2 separate regions of the Mus musculus genome follow, and region 1 is linked to region 2. A link is a contact called in public HiChIP or PLAC-seq data. All regions are on one chromosome and are shown on one strand. Each heading gives the region's core, a stretch centred on a gene start, on an enhancer-like site or on the middle of the called end of the contact. The rest is flanking DNA. Distances are from core to core; before and after follow the strand shown. Region 1 holds the start of Cox5a (cytochrome c oxidase subunit 5A). Region 2 overlaps Cspg4 (chondroitin sulfate proteoglycan 4).

Region 1 (5,711 bases), core at 517-3,016, 630 kb after region 2:
TTCTTGGCCCTGGCGTTCCCCTGTACTGGGGCATATGATCTTCGCAAGACCAAGGGCCTCTCCTCCCATTGATGGCCGACAAGGCCATCTTCTGCTACATATGCAGCTAGAGACATAGCTCTGAGGGTACTGGTTAGTTCATATTGTTGTTCCACATATAGGGTTGCAGACCCCTTTAGCTCCTTGGGTACTTTCTCAAGCTCCTTCATTAGGGACCCTGTATTCCATCCAATAGATGACTATGAGCATCCACTTCTGTATCTGCCAGGCACTGGCATAGCCTGGCCCTTTTGTAAAAAACAAACAAGCAACAACAAACCCACTTTCTTCCTTAAATTGTTTCTGTCACATATTTTGTTGTATCAATTTAAAAAGTAACTAAGAGCTGGTGAGCCAGCTCCTTTAATCCCAGCATTCAGGAGGCAGAAGCAGACAGGCCTCTGTGAGTTCAAGGCCTGGCAGGGCTACTATGAAACCTTAGTGTTCTATTGCTGTGAAGAGACCACAGCAACTCTTATAAAAGTAAGCATTTAACTGGGGCTGGCTTACAGTTTTAGAGATCAGTGTCCATTATCATCCAGGCAGAAAGCACGGCAGGAATGGTACTGGAGAAGTAGCTGAGAGTTCTACATTTGAAGGTAGCAGGAAGAGAGAGACTCTGAACCTTGCATGGGCTTTTGAAACCCCAAAGCCCACCCCCAATGACACACTTCTTCCAACAAGGCCACACCTTCTAATCCCTCTCAAATAGTGCCACTCTCTGATGACCAAGCATTCAAATATATGAGACTATGGGAGCCATTCTTATTCAATAACTACCACACCTTATAACCAAAAATAAAATTAAGATAACTAACATATGTCCCATAATTGGCTCAGAGAAGTCAAGATTAGGAAAGCCAATTCATGGATTCATACTCGTTTAATCAAGGTACATTTTTTTCATTTTTCGTTTACTTATTCATCCGTGCCTTCATTTCATTTGTAAAGTTTATTTACATGTATGTGTGTGAGTATATAGCACAGCACAATGTGGGTACTTGTGATGTCCAGAAGAGGGTGTCAGATTCCCTTGGAGCGGGAGTTACAGACAGTTGGGAGCCACCTGATGTGAAGTAAACGTGAGTCCTCTGAGAGCGCAGAAAGTTAATAAACTATTAACTACTGAGCCACAGAAAGCACTTTATCCACTAAACCGTCTATCTTCCTAGACCCTAAACAACGTAATTTTTGAGTCGGTTTCCTAATGGGTAAAAGTAAATAATTGGGCTTTAGTGGGTGGGGGAGGATCATGTGACCCAGGCTGTCCTTGAATCCCCTTTCCCCCTGCCTCCAAAATGTTGATTATTGTCTTGAGTCACTACTCCCAGTATGATTTTTTTTTTTTCTGAGACTCAGGTTGCATAAGAGAGCCTGAAATTCCTAATACTTAGCCTGTAGAGGGCTAGAATTATAGCATACACCAACGCGCGGGGGCAAAGCGGTTATTCTTATTATAGTTTGCCGTTATTATCGCTACAATTCCAAATTGTGATAGTCTCCTCTGTTGGCGATTCCAAATCCACATTGTCCATTGCTCACCCTGCCTTTCCTCCCACGCAGGAATGTTCACTACGGTCACCCGGGTCATCGGACCAGCTTTGGCGCGGCGCCGACGTGGTTTGTCCTCCACGGCCGCCGTAGCCGCCGGCGACCGCATGGCGCCCCACCCGCTTCCGTAGGCGCGAGCTCCGCAGTGGGCCGGCCTTATGCTCCGCCCAGCGTGCGTCGCTGCGTGAGTCCGGCCCCCGCGAACTGCTGTACCGCCCGCGAGCTCACACCGGCTTCTCGTCAGCCTCAGCCAGTGCGCTGTGGTCGCCGTCATGCTCGCCGCTGCCCTCCGTCGCTGTACCGCAGCCGCGGCTGCCCGAGGCCTCCTGCACCCCGCCTCGGCTCCCAGCCCCGCCGCCGGTAAGGTCCGCGCCCGCCACAGCCCTCGCTCGCGTGTCCTTGCTGTGACCTGGGCTCCCGCCGCCACTCGAGGGCAGGCTCCCTGGCGGCCTAGCCTTTGCCCTGCGAGCCGGCATTGGAGCCCGGTGACCGCAGTGCGTCCGCGGCCGTCTGGAGTCGTGTAGGAGACTCCTCCGGGCCTCCCTCCCCGCCACTTCCTGATGCCGAACCCGCGGCCAGTCAGGTGTGTGGACTTGCCGGGGTCGCCGAGGACGAGCTCAGCACTTCCTTTCAGTCTCTGGGCCGTGACCGTTCCCTGCGCTGACCCCGCAGCCACCTGACCGGGAGTGGCCCCCGCCGGCCTGCGGCATCTTGGCGAAGGTGACATTGAGCCTCCGGGCGCGCCGCCCGCCTCTGCGTTTCCTAGAACACAATTTGATTCCCCAGTGGGACACAATACCCTTTTAGCCCTGATCAGGCAATTCTCTGCTGGCATTTTTGTGTCACCTTCATAACTGGGTACGGCCACGTTTGAGGACTGTTGAGCCACATTTTAGCCCTGCGTTTCAAATAGATAATTTAAAGTGTGGTTTCTTGCGGCTTGTAAGAGAGCCTGAACATTGACAAATATTAATGGAAAGAATGATAACGTTTACAAGATTGGGTACCAAATACTGAGGAATACTGGGTGTACAAACATGGGAAAGCTTCGTGGATTCCCCTCCACCCGTTTAAAATGAGAAGCTTCAGTGCTGACTTATGAAGTATTATGTTTGGTTGCTTGTTTCCCCTTCTGTGTGATCAGGAGATTTTGTGTCCCATCACTGTCCACCCCCATTGCTGAGGGGGAACCAAGGGCCCTGCATTGCTAGATAATTGCTCTGCCACTTGGTGTGTTCTCAGACCCTCTCCACTTAGCACGGTACATCTATCTTACTTTTGGTTTTGTTTGGTTGTGGTATGTGTCAGCTGTGTAGCCTGGCTGTCCTGGAACTCTTTGTAAACCAGGCCGGCATCGGCCTAAAATAAATAGGAGTATTTTATTTTAGAAACAGGGCCTCTATAGCCCAGACTAGACTAGAACTCAGAATGGTACTAAAAGGGCTATCGAGGAACTTATTGCATTCCTCTTGCCTCCTAAGTGCAGGGATTAACCTTGGGAGCCACCACACCCGGCACAGGCATTATACTTTAATCACAGTAGTTGTGTGCTTGGATCCTGGTCTGAGATACATTAGTGTTTTATGAGATTTAGTTCATGTGTGTAGATATAAAAATAACTTAGCCAGGTACGTTGGGACCAACACTCACAGGGAGGTTTAAAAAAGAAAAAGAAAAAGGTGGATCTCTTTGTGTTCCAGTCTAGCCATGGCCTCACACACAAAGAAGGGCCTCAGACACTCCAAAATTGTTTCCTTGATTACTGGAACCTAAAGAATTTTTTTTTGGCTTCATTTAGTTTGTCTTTTGTAAGGCATTGTATTAACAACAAGAGAGTCGACTGTAGGGAGTTTAGGATTTTTTGGTGGGAAGAGGTTAGATAGCATCTTAGATAGTCAAGGGTGGACTCAAAAGTAGCTGTGTAGTCATGATCGTCCTCCTGCATCCACCTCTGGAATGCCTAGGACCACGGGTGTGTGCCACCACACTCAGCTTTGGAATGCATTTAGGAAACCTGGGGAGTGCAAGGGCTCATAGGTTAAGAGTACTTGTCATTGCAAAGGACCCAGGTTCGATTCCCAGCACCCTTTTCTGACTTCCTTATGCACCCCACAAGAAGTACATACACATAATGCAGGCAAAAATACATAAAAAGTAAAATCAAAAAGAGAAACCAAGTAGATGCTCATATTTTACAGAAGAAACTGATGCCTACCTTGGGAAACTGACCTTTTTGTTAGTGATGGAGCTATTTTCTCTTTCTCAGTTAAATTTGAGTTATCCTGCTGCTTTTTTGTGTCTTATTTGCTAAGGCAACAAATGCTTTTTTTTCTTTTCCCATATAGATAAATATCTCGAGATTTTTTTATTTCTGACTTTTGAGTTGGGGTACTGTCTGGAATTGACTGTGTGATTAATGCTAGCCTCAAATTTGTAGTAGCCCTTCTGCCTCTGCCTCCTGAGTCCTGGGATTATAGGTGTAACACCATACACACTTAGCTGAGATTATACGTGTACACACACATGGTTTCTCTGTGTACCCCTGGCTGTCCTGGAACTCACTCTGTAGACCAAGCTGGCTTCAAACTCATAGAGATCTGCCTGCCTCTGCCTCCCAAGAACTGGGATTAAAGGCATGGACCACCACCCAACTAAAATATTTTTAAAGGAAATTTTCTGCTTTTTCTTTTATTTCTCTTTTTTGGGGGAGAAGGAGCATTGAACTTTGGGAGTTTCTTATGAAACAGGGAAATTTTCTTCCTTTTTTTTCTTTTAAGGAAGTTCTGAAAAGGACTACAGTTTATTGTTATTTAAGTTCTTGTCTAGATTTCTCTTCCAGGCTTTCTATTCACCCCCTGGTGTGCAATTCAGAAACAAAGGCTTTTAGGTGATTCTCCTTTATACCTAAATACTTCCACAAGGGGGCAGTATTGGTTGTAAATAGTGTCTCTTTAGCTGTGTGACCTTGTATACTAATTGATCTTAAGCCTTTCTAAAGTTAAAATAATGTTTTTGGTAGCTCTGAAGTTTACATTTGATACTGCAACTCTTGCCTGGCGCAAAGGCTTAATATGGTCATGCCTTGCTAAATAATAAAATGGAGACTGCTAGGTACCTCTTGCACATTAATCAATTTTGTCACTGGATGTCTTATAGGCTATTCCATACCTAGGCTTTGAAGTCGGGTTCACGTGTCCTATATTTGGTTCATGGTTGGCAGAAAATTTCTAAACATACTTGGTTTATTGTGATGCACTTCATTTTTAGGTTGAGACTTGTTACTGGTATGAGATCGTTTTTGTAATGGACAGTGAAAAAGGCAAGCAGGGTGTGGTGGCACATGTGCCCTCAGTCCCAGTGCTTAAAACGTGGGCAGATTTTTGAGTTCCAGTCTAGCCTGGACTAACAGCACAGCCAAGGGAGATGTGGGGAGCAGGAGGAAGGAGAGGAGGAGGAGGAGGAGGAGGAAGCTGGACATGGTGGCTTACAGCTAGGGTGGCTGAAGAAGCCAGGAAGAAGAGCAGGTTAGTGTGGTGTACAGAGTTGAAACCCTGTTCCAATAAAAGGAAGAGATGTGGCAGGGTGGTTGTGGTGGTTTTGGGGTGCATCCTCTGTTAGCAGTTTTTCAACCTTCCTAGTGCTGCAACCCTTTAACACAGTTCCTCATGTTGTGGTGACCCCCACATAACAGTTATTTCATTGCTACTTCATAGCTGTATTTTTGCTACTGTTATGAATTGTAATGTATATATCTGGTGTGCAAGATACCTGATATGGGACCAGTGGGGGTCCAGACCCATAGGTTGAGCTACTCTATAGCTCTCTTAAGCTAGGCTTGTAGGATTAGTTTCCCTAGCCAGTTTGCGCTGGGAATCCTCTGCCTTCTGGGAGCAGAATTATAGTTGGGACAGCATGTACACCTAGCATTTTATGTGGGCCTAGGTAGCCAAACTCTGCTGAGCCATCTTCCCAGTTCCTGATTTCTTTCCTTTCCTTTCCTTTCCTTTCCTTTCCTTTCCTTTCCTTTCCTTTCCTTTCCTTTCCTTTCCTTTCCTTTCTTTTCCTTTCCTTTCCTTTCCTTTTCTTTCATTCATGGGCAGGGTCTCATGAGCTCAGGCTAG
Region 2 (5,573 bases), core at 1,645-4,144:
GCTCTGCCGCAGCCATCTTGCCTGCCAACCTGTCAGTAGAAACGAACGCGGTGGGACAGGATGTGAGCGTGCTGTTCCGAGTCACTGGTACCTTGCAATTCGGGGAGCTGCAGAAGCAGGGGGCCGGAGGGGTCGAGGGCACCGAGTGGTGGGACACACTGGCCTTCCACCAGCGCGATGTGGAGCAAGGCCGAGTGAGGTACCTGAGCACTGACCCACAGCACCACACCCAAGACACAGTGGAGGACCTGATCTTAGAGGTGCAGGTGGGCCAGGAGACACTGAGCAATCTGTCTTTCCCAGTGACCATCCAGAGGGCCACAGTATGGATGCTGAGGCTTGAACCTCTGCATACACAGAACCCTCATCAGGAGACCCTCACCCCAGCCCACCTAGAGGCATCCCTGGAGGAAGAGGAGGAAGAGGGAAGCCCACAACCTCATACCTTCCACTATGAGTTGGTTCAGGCCCCCAGAAGAGGCAACCTCCTGCTTCAGGGTACAAGGCTGTCAGACGGCGAGAGCTTCAGCCAGAGTGACCTGCAGGCCGGTCGGGTGACCTACAGGGCCACAATGCGGACCTCTGAGGCAGCCGATGACTCCTTCCGTTTCCGGGTCACATCCCCACCCCATTTCTCCCCGCTCTACACATTCCCCATCCACATTGGTGGTGACCCAAATGCTCCCGTCCTCACTAACGTCCTTCTCATGGTCCCCGAGGGAGGGGAGGGCGTGCTGTCTGCCGACCACCTCTTCGTCAAGAGTCTCAACAGCGCCAGCTATCTCTATGAGGTGATGGAGCAGCCTCACCATGGCAAGTTGGCTTGGAGGGACCCAAAGGGGAAGTCCACCCCAGTGACATCCTTCACTAATGAGGACCTACTTCATGGCCGACTGGTCTACCAGCACGATGACTCTGAGACCATAGAGGATGATATCCCGTTTGTGGCCACACGCCAGGGAGAGGGCAGTGGTGACATGGCCTGGGAGGAGGTGCGTGGTGTCTTCCGAGTGGCCATCCAGCCTGTGAATGACCACGCCCCTGTGCAGACCATTAGCCGTGTCTTCCACGTGGCCCGGGGTGGACAGCGACTGCTGACTACAGATGATGTAGCCTTCAGCGATGCTGATTCAGGGTTCAGTGATGCGCAACTGGTGCTGACCCGCAAGGACCTCCTCTTTGGCAGCATTGTGGCTATGGAGGAGCCCACGAGGCCCATCTACCGGTTCACCCAAGAGGATCTCAGGAAGAAGCAAGTCCTGTTTGTGCACTCGGGGGCCGACCACGGCTGGCTCCAGCTGCAGGTGTCTGATGGGCAGCACCAGGCTACTGCCATGCTGGAGGTCCAAGCCTCAGAACCCTATCTTCACGTAGCCAATAGTTCTAGTCTCGTGGTTCCTCAAGGAGGCCAGGGCACCATTGACACTGCTGTGCTCCAGCTGGACACCAACCTGGACATACGAAGTGGAAATGAGGTCCACTACCATGTAACCGCTGGTCCTCAGTGGGGGCAGCTGCTCCGGGATGGCCAGTCAGTCACCTCCTTCTCCCAACGGGACTTGCTCGATGGGGCCATCCTCTACAGCCACAATGGCAGCCTCAGCCCCCAAGACACCCTGGCGTTTTCTGTGGCAGCAGGGCCAGTACACACTAACACCTTCCTACAAGTGACCATTGCCCTCGAGGGTCCCCTGGCCCCACTGCAACTGGTGCAGCACAAAAAGATCTACGTCTTCCAGGGGGAAGCGGCTGAGATCAGAAGGGACCAGCTAGAGGTAAGGCAGTGCACGAGGCCTGCCAAGCTGAGGGTACTTCCATGAGGGGGGCGTTCCTGTGGGGATGCAGGTCTTAGGAGTATTACAGCTTCAGTAGTCACCTGTATGTGTTGTAGTTCTGCATGTGTCTAGGAACATACACCTACCTGTTAAGTGTCACGCACCTCCAGAGATCACATATACATGTGTCCTTGCTATGGATAGCCGTGTAAAATCTGGGTTCCAGCCAGATCCACAGAATCTCTGAAGCAGAGACCAAGAGTGTATATCCTGTCACAGTCCCTATGAGGTTACCATGAGGGGTGACCTTTAGGAGCGCTGCCCCTCAGATCCACAGGTCCTTAGCTCTTTCCCTAGACTCCACAACAGAACTGTGAGGGCCTGTGATGGTGTCTGTTAACTCAGGGAGCTCACAGCGCAATGCTGACCAGCTGGCTCACTGCCTTACTGTGAAGGCCCAGTTTTGAGGCCCTTCCAGTTCTGAGTGTTTGGACTTTGAGAAAGACCATGACTAAACATGTCAGGAAGTGTCCACACCAGAGGAGGCAGCATATGAACCAAGCTTTGGTGGTGCACACCTTTAATCCCAGCACTCAGGAGGCAGAGGCAGGCAGAGCTCTTTGAATTCAAGGCCAACCTGGTCTATTAAGAGAGTTCCAGGCCAGACAAAAGAAGAGGTAGGAGAAGAGTGGAGAAAAGAGAAAAGTATGGAGTATGGACAGCAAAAAAAAGTAGCAGATGGCATTCCAAGCTAAAAGAATGGATTCTGGGGGCTAGAGAGATGGCTCAGTGGTTAAGGGCACTGACTGCTCTCCCAAGGGTCTTGAGTTCAAATCCCAGCGACCACATGCTGGCTCACAACCATCCGTAATGAAATCTGATGCCCTCTTCTGCTGTGTCTGAAGACAGCTGCGGTGTACTTACATATAAATCTTTAAAAAGTGTGTGTGTGGGGGGGGGTGTATTCTGCAAAGGCATAGAATCAGAAGTGCAGTGTAGTTTAAGAGTGGTGCTTAGACTTTTTTGTGTGGGTAGAGCAGGCATTGAAGGAGTACTCAGCCTCCTTTGGGGTGGACCAAATCAGCAAACTGCTTAAGACCTGGGAGCCTGTGCTGCTAGGTATGGTGAGAGCGCCCTCTTGTGGTATATAGTGTCAGCTATAGCAGATCCTGAGCAAAGCATTAGCCACACGTGGCGACCGAGCCTGTTCTGCCACCTGAGGTCCACAACAGCCTGTGACCCCGTTTGTCCCCATCGTCTCTGTTGACTAGGTGGTCCAGGAGGCAGTGCTGCCTGCCGACATCATGTTCTCGTTGAGAAGCCCCCCGAACGCCGGCTACCTGGTGATGGTGTCCCACGGCGCTTCAGCAGAGGAGCCGCCCAGCCTGGACCCTGTGCAGAGCTTCTCCCAGGAGGCAGTGAATTCAGGCCGGGTTCTCTACCTGCACTCTCGCCCTGGAGCCTGGAGTGATTCCTTCTCCCTGGATGTGGCCTCGGGCCTGGGTGATCCTCTTGAAGGCATCTCTGTGGAGCTGGAGGTGCTGCCCACAGTCATCCCCCTGGATGTTCAAAACTTCAGCGTTCCCGAGGGCGGCACCCGGACGCTGGCCCCTCCTCTGGTCCAGATCACTGGGCCTTACTTCCCCACGCTGCCAGGCCTTGTCCTGCAGGTGCTAGAGCCACCGCAGCACGGGGCCCTGCAGAAGGAGGATCATTCTCAAGATGGGAGCCTCAGCACCTTCTCCTGGAGAGAGGTACCGGAGACACCTGCGCCTCCTCGGCTCTAGTTACTGGCACTGCTTTATGCTTTAATTTCAGTCTTCCCCTGAGAAATGGAAACGTTGTTGTTTACACACACACACACACACACACACACACACACACACTTCTTTTTTTTTTAAGAATGTAATATATATCATTGCTCTATTCAGACACACCAGAAGAGGGCACCAGATCCCATTACACATGGTTATGAAACACCATGTGGTTGCAGGGAATTGAACTCAGGACCTCTGGAAGAGCAGTCAGTGCTCTTAACCACTGAGCCATCTCTCCACATACACACTTCTTACCTGTGGAAATGTGTTCTAAAGGGATCTGTCTCCTGTACCTAACAATGGGACGTTAAGGGTGCTGGTCCCAAGATCCCTGTTGAGTCTTGGGCTAGCTGAAGCCTGACAACCAATCCTGGGTCTCCTCATAGGTGGAAGAGCAGCTGATCCGCTACGTGCATGATGGAAGTGAGACACAGACAGACGCCTTTGTTCTGCTAGCTAATGCCTCAGAGATGGACCGCCAGAGCCAGCCCGTGGCCTTCACGATCACCATCCTTCCTGTTAATGACCAACCCCCTGTTCTCACCACAAACACAGGCCTGCAAGTGAGTTCACTCCTGAACCTATCCCATCTCTGGTCCCAGAAAGAGACTAGAGTCCCTTCTCTCTGGCTCAGTGTCATCCTCTGTGAAATGGGTTCACTACCACAAACTTGGAAGGAGAGATGTGATACAGTGCTGAAAACAAAACGCAGTTGTGAGGTTTTGTTACTGGGCAGTCTTGGTTTAGAAAGACCATCCTTGACCTTGCCTGTCCTTGGACCCACCTGTTCACAGAAAGGTTTTCCCTCATGTCTCAGGCCCAAAATACCTAAAGAAATGTATTATAAGTCCTGTATTGTGGGCTGCAGGTTGGGAGCTCGAGGGTCACAGCAAATAAAGATCACAACGAAGCTTCCCTATATATAGGCTGAGGGTCTAGATAACTAAGGGATGCCTAAGTTGGAAATGATGTGTGGTAAATTGGCCACTAGGTGGCAATATCCACCCATGTTAGCCCCCTGGAGTCCAACACTGGTTTTAACTTACTCTCGGACTCTGGGAGGGAGAAGCAGCTCCTGGGTTTTAGAAGGACGTTTTCTGAGATGAGGGCCTCGTACCCAGAATGGCCTCAGTGACTGGCCCTGTGCCACATGGAACAGGGCTCTGGAAGAAGACCTTGCCCTGCGTGGGTGGGTAGCCTATGGGGCCTCCCCTGCACTGCACGGGTGGATTCCTAGCCGATTCAGCTAGGAATCAGGAATCAGCTCTCCGCTCTCCGCCTCCCTCCCGAGCTTCAACTGGCAGGAGAGCCTATTTCTAAGTGTTCTGCGCTGGCCAACACCATTGCCTCTGTCCTGTGCCCACCCGCGCCAGATGGTATATGCCATGGCAGGAGGAAAGGGAAGGCCCCCCCACCAGGGAGACCCGGCAGCACCTTTGGTCAGGGACAGGGATCTCTGAAGTAAGGACCAAACAGGAACATTTCTAGGCAGGAGGTTGTGGTCTGGCTTTGAGGTACAATTAAGATCAGGGCTGGTGGAGAAGGAACCTGCGTGACAGAAAAGGAGAATGAGAAAGAAGGCTCAGAATGGCACAGGTGTCCATGACAGCCGGGCAGAGCAGGTTGGGGGCCTGGTGAAAGTCCAAGGGCCAGGAGGAAAGGGATGGAAAGGACACAATGTGGACAGGACTTTCACGGTCTGTGTCCCTAGATCTGGGAGGGGGCCATTGTGCCCATCCCTCCTGAGGCCCTCAGGGGAACAGACAATGATTCGGGCCCAGAAGACTTGGTCTACACCATCGAGCAGCCCAGCAACGGACGGATCGCCTTGAGGGTGGCACCAGACACCGAGGTCCACCGCTTCACACAGGCCCAGCTGGACAGTGGGCTTGTGCTGTTCTCACACAGAGGTGGGTGCTGAGAGGGTTCTCCAGCCTCCTGGGGTGGGGGTACCTTGAGGGGAGGGAGCTACCTTGGGCCA

The links. HiChIP or PLAC-seq counts read pairs in DNA pulled down with a chosen protein or histone mark.
Region 1: an H3K27ac HiChIP or PLAC-seq map of trophoblast stem cells shows a contact between it and region 2, with 4 times the contacts expected there. The contact joins the promoter of Cox5a here to the enhancer-like site in region 2. A contact is called at or near these places in 4 of 39 promoter capture datasets (the C10 cell line, embryonic stem cells, hippocampal neurons and 1 more), 1 of 15 datasets of contacts at CTCF or cohesin (large pre-B cells), 3 of 484 Hi-C or Micro-C datasets (the N1E-115 cell line, embryonic stem cells and uterus), 5 of 115 datasets of contacts at active chromatin or transcription factors (T-cell acute lymphoblastic leukemia, embryonic stem cells, extraembryonic endoderm stem cells and 2 more) and 1 of 9 other capture datasets (adipose tissue).

The regions. Positions count from the first base shown.
Region 1 is chr9:57,519,466-57,525,176 of GRCm38.p6, forward strand. It overlaps Cox5a (cytochrome c oxidase subunit 5A), which reads left to right and starts at 1,767. Exons shown (of 5, transcript NM_007747.2): 1 at 1,767-1,950. The coding sequence starts at 1,863.
Region 2 is chr9:56,887,012-56,892,584 of GRCm38.p6, forward strand. Cspg4 (chondroitin sulfate proteoglycan 4) reads left to right here. Exons shown (of 10, transcript NM_139001.2): 3 at 1-1,775; 4 at 3,047-3,529; 5 at 3,979-4,155; 6 at 5,304-5,502. Among named protein-coding and RNA genes, the nearest start is that of Cspg4, 25 kb to the left of the region's middle. Within about 2 kb of position 2,895, at least 16 of the 459 cell types and tissues checked have an H3K27ac peak or open chromatin away from gene starts, as enhancers often do. A contact at or near this core is called in hippocampal neurons and trophoblast stem cells, where this site is marked.